Linked DNA regions of Rattus norvegicus: region 2 is linked to region 1. Evidence: chromatin contacts called from public Hi-C data. All regions are on one chromosome and are shown on one strand. Each heading gives the region's core, a stretch centred on a gene start, on an enhancer-like site or on the middle of the called end of the contact. The rest is flanking DNA. Distances are from core to core; before and after follow the strand shown. Region 1 overlaps Tenm2 (teneurin transmembrane protein 2). Region 2 overlaps Tenm2 (teneurin transmembrane protein 2).

Evidence for each region. Hi-C and Micro-C count contacts between places; a contact is called where the count stands out from the background.
Region 2: a contact with region 1 is called in a Hi-C map of hepatocytes, with 2.6 times the contacts expected there. The contact joins two enhancer-like sites. A contact is called at or near these places in 2 of 12 Hi-C or Micro-C datasets (hepatocytes and liver).

What each region holds. Positions count from the first base shown.
Region 1 is chr10:21,397,109-21,401,269 of GRCr8, forward strand. The region is part of intron 3 of Tenm2 (teneurin transmembrane protein 2); the gene reads right to left. Among named protein-coding and RNA genes, the nearest start is that of Wwc1, 440 kb to the left of the region's middle. Within about 2 kb of position 1,498, at least 1 of the 93 cell types and tissues checked has an H3K27ac peak or open chromatin away from gene starts, as enhancers often do. A contact at or near this core is called in hepatocytes, where this site is marked.
Region 2 is chr10:21,648,497-21,652,504 of GRCr8, forward strand. The region is part of intron 3 of Tenm2 (teneurin transmembrane protein 2); the gene reads right to left. Among named protein-coding and RNA genes, the nearest start is that of Tenm2, 470 kb to the right of the region's middle. Within about 2 kb of position 2,520, at least 3 of the 93 cell types and tissues checked have an H3K27ac peak or open chromatin away from gene starts, as enhancers often do. A contact at or near this core is called in hepatocytes, where this site is marked.

The sequences.
Region 1 (4,161 bases), core at 248-2,747:
CCACATTTTATTCATCTGATAATTTGGAACAAAGAGATGTGATGTTTTCCATTTATCTTTCTGTGCATAGATAAATAATGCCATTTCTTCTAGGTAGAGACAGCAAATGGTGAACATATGAGTTCAAGGACCCATTAAACAAATATTTACTCAGTATTTATTAAGTGTCAGTTACTCTAATAGGACTGGGGACATCAAGTGACAAAGTAGAACAGTTGCTGCCTTCATGAGGATGATGGTCGTTTAGGAGAGGAAAAATGAAGCTAAAAATACGTGCAGAGAAAATCAGCTTAAACTGTGCTCACAGGACCTTCATCAGACAAACTGGATGCCGAGAGAGGAAAGAGAAATGGCGGGAGATAGGGATTTTACCACAGGCACCAGACCTAACATCTGAATGGAGATTGAGGGAAGTAGCCGTCCTCCTACAGCTGAGGCTCTGAAACTTTGTACTAGGACGTCAGGAAGTGGGCTCAAGGGCAACCCAGCTGGGAGACTCATTTTCCTCACCTGTGAAATGGCCGTGCTATGGGCTTTGGTTTGTGTAGCTCTCTTGAAGGTTAAAGCAGCTACCATTCAACACCAGTTTACGACAAAGCATGGCTAATATGTGTTAAGTTGATGCTGTCACAGACACAGACCGGAGAGCTAAGGGCATTCGATGATAGATAGGGAAGGGTCTGACATGTTTTAGGAATCACGGGAGGGTGTGGCTCTTGGGTGGAGTAGGAAGAGGATGGACATGGAATTCTGTAAAGGGGTGGGGCATCGGGGTAATCATTTCTAGCATGGCAGAGTAAAGTCTCATGTGTGGAAGCAAGGGCATTGTCCCCAGTGGACCTCAGTGTTTGACCAGGGGTTAGCAATTCATCTCTGATGGGCTCTCCTCACTGCTCTTGTACTCAGTGAGGAGTGTGGATGGAATAACAACTCCTCAAAGGGAGCAGTTTCCAGGTAAGAAGTTTTAAATAAAGAACCCCTGTTTCATTCATGCTCATTAAACTGTTTTTCCCCTACCTAGATCCCTGCAATAATAAATATAATTATATCCATCTTTAATGACTTTGGTTCCTTGAGCTGCAGGTGCTGGAATACTGTATTTATTAACATATTTTAAGCCCTTTAAAAAGACTGCATTAATTCCTATGATAATTTAGTACCCATAATACATTCTCTGTTCTGAATAGATGTTAATCACCACAGAATGACTGATTTGCCCGAGTGCGAGCTAAGCCGTGGTCTAACTAGTAGCTAGTAACTTTTTAATTCAATATTGTTACTGAAACTGTTGATTAAAATCTAGTTGCAATAACAATTCCTTGCCCCCCTGCTGGCCCCACCCTCTGAGGACCCACAAGGAGCCCTAACAATTGGATTTTGTTCTTGCTGAAGCCAAGGGCATTCATTTTTTTTGGGGGGGGTTGTATTACTAGTTAAGCTCTGCTTGGGAAAGGTCTGTATGTGCCTGTTATCCAAGAATGCTTTGGGTTTGTTTGCTCTCTGGTGCAACCTGTGACAAGGGGAAAGGTCAGTATGGAGAAACGGAAGCTAAGCACAAAGCCTGATTAGCAGAAAGCAAACTCCCAGGCTTCTGTCTTAAAGGTGGAGGGCGGAGTCTGGGTCAGCCCTTACCCGATGGGGTGAGAGGAATCTGGTGTCTGTTGGGTTCTCAACCAGTTTAGATAGAGATGGTTTTGAAATTGCTCATGAAATTTGGATCACAGAGGAGTGCCGCCATTGAGTAGAGACAAAGGAAGTGACTATTGCAGGTAGAGGATCCTTCAGACTTCACATCCGTTATTTCGGTTAAGACAAGGCAAGTCTGTAGGGAGGGAGGGAGGAACCTGCATTGTTCTTTTTCAGAGAATGCACTCCGTGGGTTTGGAGTCACACAGCAAGGAAGCAGTGGGGATCCAGAATTCTGCTCCTAATTTTAGGTCACTGATACATACTCAACACTTCAGTGACCCAGTCAGTCCATATGGGAAAGGTACTGAACTGGGTCATAAAATCCATAACAAAGTGTGATATGCTAGAAAAACTTAATGAAACTTAATGAAAATGAGTACTTAATTTGGCCTGTTTGTGGTTTGGAGACTAGCACATAATGACCTTCTTCCTGTCCAGCGGGGGGGGGGGGGGGGTCAGTGAATCTTTAGAGCCAAGTCTTCCTCCTATGGAGAAGGATTTTAAGGACCTCATTGTTTGGGGAGCGAATGCACTGAGTGCCTAGCCGCTCTGTACATGCACAGCGAGATGCCCTTGTATTTCTGCATACAATTAAAGATGTAGTAAGAAAGCTGGGGTGTGGTGATGCAGGCCTTTAATCCCATCACTCAGGAGGCAGAGGCAGGAGGATCTCTGAGTTCAAAGCCACCCTGGTCTACAAAGTGAGTTCCAGCACAGCTGGGGCTACACAGGGAGACCCTGTCTCAAAAACAAAACAAAACAAAACAAAACACTAAATATGTAGTCAGAAGGTGGAGCCGACATGATTGGGATGGGGCCAGAGAATGATTAAGAAGTGTGCCCTGTATTCATTTAAGGCTCTTTTTCACTGTTGCCATGGGAAACTCTTCTTTCCTCATCCAAGCTTTCTATGAAGATTGTTTTGCCCATGTTCCTGGCTCAGGGCTGGTGCAGATTCCTCTGTGTGTGTGTGTGTGTGTGTGTGTGTGTGAGAGAGAGAGAGAGAGAGAGAGAGAGAGAGAGAGAGAGAGAGAGAGAGGAAATGTTAATCTATCAGACACTGAACTCTATCCCACATTCTCCAACCCATGCAGACCCAGTTGTGGATTTCAGTTCCTTTCTGTACAAAGAAGGAGACGTGTGTGTCTGGGAGCTGAGGTGTGAGCCTGAGATCTGTATGCTTTGCAGCAACCAGTGGGTAATTACTGACACTTGGGTGACAGGTGAGGTTTTTCCTGTGTACATGTGTGTGCATTATGTGCAGGTGCACCCAGGTAGGTATGTGTGTTTGTGTGGGTGTTAGGTTAGAAGGTAAGCACAGATGTTATTCCTCAGGAGCCCTCAACCTTTGAGACAGGGCCAGCCATTGAACTGGAACTTTGCCAAGAAGGAAGACTGACGGGCATCGAACTTTCAGGAACCTGCTTGTCTTCACCTCCTATTGTACCGTTGTCAGGTCAACATGCTTGTGAGGCAAGCACTTTCCTGACTGAGCAATATGCTGTTTTTGTTTTATTCTCTCTCTCTCTCTCTCTCTCTCTCTCTCTCTCTCTCTCTCTCTCTCTCTCTCACACACACACACACACACACACACACACACACAACCAACTTTACTCTTACAGAGTGTAGCTCCACCATTCATTTTGTAGAGAAACTAGGCCACAGATCGCTCCTTCCCTTCCACACAGACGATGATAGCCCAACCGTCTCTCACTCCAGGCCAGTGAGGCCACTGTGGGGAAGCCTAGTTCTCCCACACAAGCCTGATGTACCACTGAGAGAGTCTTGACAGGCCCAGAGCCTGTAGGTGAACTCATGCATTTTTTTCCACCACTCTAACAGGAGGTATGGCTCGCAGTGCTCTCCATCTGGGGCCAGAGGAGGTCTAACCCTGCAGAGGAGTCTAGGCACGCAAAGTCAGCACCGTATCATGTTCAAACAACCTACTCCCTCTACCATTCCAAGCAACCACCTGAGCAGGCTGGTCTCTCAAAATATGTGAATAGATCCAGCTAGAGGCATTTCACTGAAGTGCCACAACTCTGCCACCACCATGTGACAAAAACTTAAATCACAGATTTGAAACTTATAAAACAAAACCCTCCAGGACCACCCTCCCCGCAAACCCATGTATTCCATGGCCCTCACACAAAGACTATGGCATGCTCAGGAGAATGGATCTCCAGACTTCATCCTCAGAAGCATTATTCCAACCTATGCACTTTTGAACACAGAATCACATTTTTGTACCGTAGTCAAGGCTGGCCTTGAAGTCAATTATATAGCCCAGGTTGGCCTCAAACCATAACATTCTTGCTTCAGTTTCCTGAGTGCTACTATTGTGAGCTTGAGCCACCATGCCCAGTGCACCCTGTGTATTTTGGATTTCGCCTGAAGGGGCTTTGTTTTGTGGAGGAATTCAAATTCACCCATCCTTATAGGAATACAAACCCTGACTGAAACATGCGTACG
Region 2 (4,008 bases), core at 1,270-3,769, 250 kb after region 1:
TAATCCCATGTTAATTATGGGATATTAATATCAATTAGAAAAAAATCTCAATATTTTCCAGGACTGTGCTTATATCTTCACCCCTCTTTTCCTGCCTCTGGTATCTCCCTGAAATTAAGTACAGATATAGACACGTGTTCTGTATGTTGTATATGCACATCTATAAATATAAAATTTAGATGCTGATGAATGCTGTATATAAAACACTGTGTTCAGATTGACCATTGGTTTTTCTTTCTTTTTTTTTTTTGTATATACAATATGGGTATGTGTATACCTGTTCATGTAGATTGTGTGTTTATGTGTGTGTATGTGTGTGTGTGTGTGTGTGTGTGTGTGTGTGTGTATGCCTGATTGTGTGTGGGTTTGTATGTGTGTGTCTGATCATGTGGATAACTGTGGACACTCTTGTGTACAACATGCTTATAGAGGTTAGAAGACAACCAAGAAAAGTGGTTCTCGACCTTTCTAAACCCGTGACCCTTAAATATATTTCTTCATGCTGGGGTTACCCCCAACCATGAAGTTTATTTTGTTGCTACTTCACAACTGTAATTTTGCTACTATTATGAATCAGTATGTAAATATCTGATATACAGGATATGTGATATGTGACCCCCATGGGTATCTCCACCCACATGTTGAGAACTAGTGACCTACAGTGTTGTTTCTTGACTTCCATTATGTTTTAGACTCAGTTTCTTTGTTCTCTGTTGCTCTACAGACTAGGCTAAGTGGCTTGGGGTCTTTGGGGACTCTCTTAACTCAAGCTCTCAACTTCTCAACTGTAGGAATAGTGGAATTAGCAGCATGCATACGAACACCCCCAGCTTTAAATGGGTTCCTGGGATTCGAACTCAGGGCCTCAGGTTTTCACAGCAATTGCTTTGTCCTGAGCCAACTTTTCAACCCACAAGTGGTTTTTCTAATAATTCTTTTCCACTTTCAGCTTTACATATTATATTACTGTGTAAATTCTCTTTTAATGGATACATTGAAGACTATTAGCCATTATGCCACATCTGGCTACACATGAACATTTAAAATCTTAAAGCAAATTTCTTTCTAACACGCTCAACTTTTTAATTTAGTGATAAAAGAGTATTTTTAAAGCACTGAGGAGACAATAGCACTTTGTGCCCTTTACCCTGTTGTGTCAATCCTATTATATGGTGTGTATTTTATCACTACATAGCATTCTACATTTATAACTAGAAAGGTCTTATGAATTTTGATTAGGTGTCTCAAAAGTACTACCAATTGTTAAGACTTGGATGCCCTAAGAGAGATGGCATAAGAAAACTGGGCACTGTTTGATGAGACAGTATCAGTAAACCAGGAGATACAACTGGAAGATTTGGAAAATGTCCATGCTACAAAAGAAGAGAGTGAGAGAAAACCAATTTCTGATTTCGTCATAATATTCACTAGAGAGAATCCTGGCTCCATCCTTCAGATGTGTGGCAAGGTAGCTGGTGACTTCCACACCCGGTCTACAATTAGGCCCTTTATGAAAGTTCAAGGTCTACTCTCCATCTTTCCACTGCTTTAGCCAAACCTATGACCAAGAAGCCCAGAAGTCACCAGGAGTGGGGAGACTTTCAATAGGTTACCCTGAAAAAAGATTCACAGAGAAATGATTGGCACCTAGCCAGCGATGCCAATGGAAGTGTGTTGGGGAACAAGTGCAATAACCTACTTTTGGATTTAACATAAGAGACCTATGCTAATCAAAATTCTGATCTCATTCAAAAGGTACCCTTGCTTGACCCAAGTGGCCTTTTAAAAGACCCGCACACCCCAATCCCCAACTAGTTCATTAAAATGGGTAGTTAGCCTTCTGGGAGGGGAGATGTATATGTCAAAACAACACACCTAGAAATTTGACCCTGTTAAGACTGGCTGATTTGTTTCATTTTATCTGAGTGGTTTGCTCCTTTAAAGGGCAGAAGAGAGGGTGACATACGAGAAGATAAAGTAAGCTATCATTAGTAGCTAGAAAGTGATATTCCTCCCCCCAACACTGAAATTTAGCAGATGATTGTAGTGGATAACTTTAAAACGTAGACTTTTTCCACAACTTTCCATCTTTGAATGCTATTCACTGGCTTGGACTTCTCCCTTCCATATCATTAGCAGAGACACTAATGATTAGACAAGTGTTTCACGTCAGGTACTTAGAGAGAAGACAGAGTCAGAGACGAAATCTGAATAATCCGTGTACTGGAAAATCAAACCCCGGATAATCAGGACTGTACTGTACAGGCAATTAGGATTCTGTCCAGTTAAGAGAAATTTGTAATCTATTCAGTTTCAAGCTAGCGAACTCCCATTTCTCAAAAACTTGTATTTTGGCCTCCGATGGCTTAAAAAGTTCTCCTTACTAGATTGTCTCCAATTACAGAAATCCTTCCCAAGCACAGGGCTGCAGAAGTATATTAAACCTGCAGGGTACCATGTAGCTGGTGGTTTTTACAGAGCTCTACAGCACACAGGAACCCGATGCATGATGTAACACTGCCAAAGCAATTCGCCGCAGTCTGATAATGATATTTGTTCAGATCACGAGGGTTGTCTTACATGGGGTGTGTGGGTGTGTGGAGGTGGGGGAGTTATCTTTGAATAGAAGGCTCAAAATAATAAGCAAAAGGACCTAGAGATAAATTCGTATTTGAATATTTCCCCCAACTTGCAGCCTGCCCTCCAAACCACCACCACATGAGAACACGCGCACACACACACACACACACACACACACACACACACACACACACACACACACACACTCACACACACAGGTAGGTCCACAGCAGATATCAGTACCTCTCTGGTTCACCCAGCAGTAATAGAGAAATGCAATGATAGACTTGCGGGCAGGACAAGCTTCGGCCAAAACTGTCAGACAGAAGTTGACAGAGAAAATTTACCTCTCCTCAAATACAAAGATCAACTTTGGTAAAGGGTCAAAATGCAACGAGCCCTTAACAATGAAACGATAGTAATAGAATTGCATTAAACCATATACATTTAGTGAACACGAGGCAGCTTATGTGGTAGTATGGATTTGTTTGTTTGTTGTTGTTGGTTTTCCTGTTTTTGTTTTTTATTGCTGATTTTTTATCTAGGTAATTTAGAATCCTATACAAACATACAGAAGCAAAACAGTCAAATAAGTCATCCAGAAGAAAAAAAATCCCACCTACATTGAAGGTATAAGAGGAGAATTTCCAAGGCTTTGGGATATATATTTTTTCCCTTGCATTGTAATGCACTCAAGTGTATGAGTGATGCTTTTGTGTTTGATAATGTCAAGTGTGAATGTCATGGGCAGCCCCCCATCTCTGATGGTATTAAAATGGTGGGAAGATGAAAAGCTTGGAAAAGTAAATGGAACAAATTAAATTAAAGTGGCTAGAGGACACAAAAAGTCACCCATCTGCAGCTTGGTTCTGAGGCGACAGTGGCGACCCTGTCTACTTAAATGGCTCATAAAACCAGCATTTCTGAGGAAAACGTGTACCACTCCTCTTACTTAATTGTGCTAATGATTGTTTTTGTTCCCTCTCATTGTGAAGTCCGCCAGATGCAAAGAAACACCTTAAAGGTTTACGCATGTGTTTATATGATGTAGTCAGACTAATGTCTATCACCGTGGTTGTCAGTCAAACGCACTAGGCAGCAGAGAGTTCAAGGTGAGGTATCCATGGTTTATAGACGGTAATTGACAACACGGGCAATTTGGGGAGGCAATTAAGTCCAATAAATAAAGTGTATACCTTTTCAGCGAGATGAAAACTCTCAAAGATCACACAAATCCATCATAATCAATGTCAAGAAACTGGAGATAAACCCAACGTGGATTGTATCCAAAGAGCAATAGCAGAGAGACAACACCACATGGCGAAGGTTTTCCTTACGAAGGTATGAGATAAACATTTGCATATCAAATCTGCCTTACTGAGGCCGTGACATCTACAGTAAGCATAAGACATCGCAATAATTACAGTA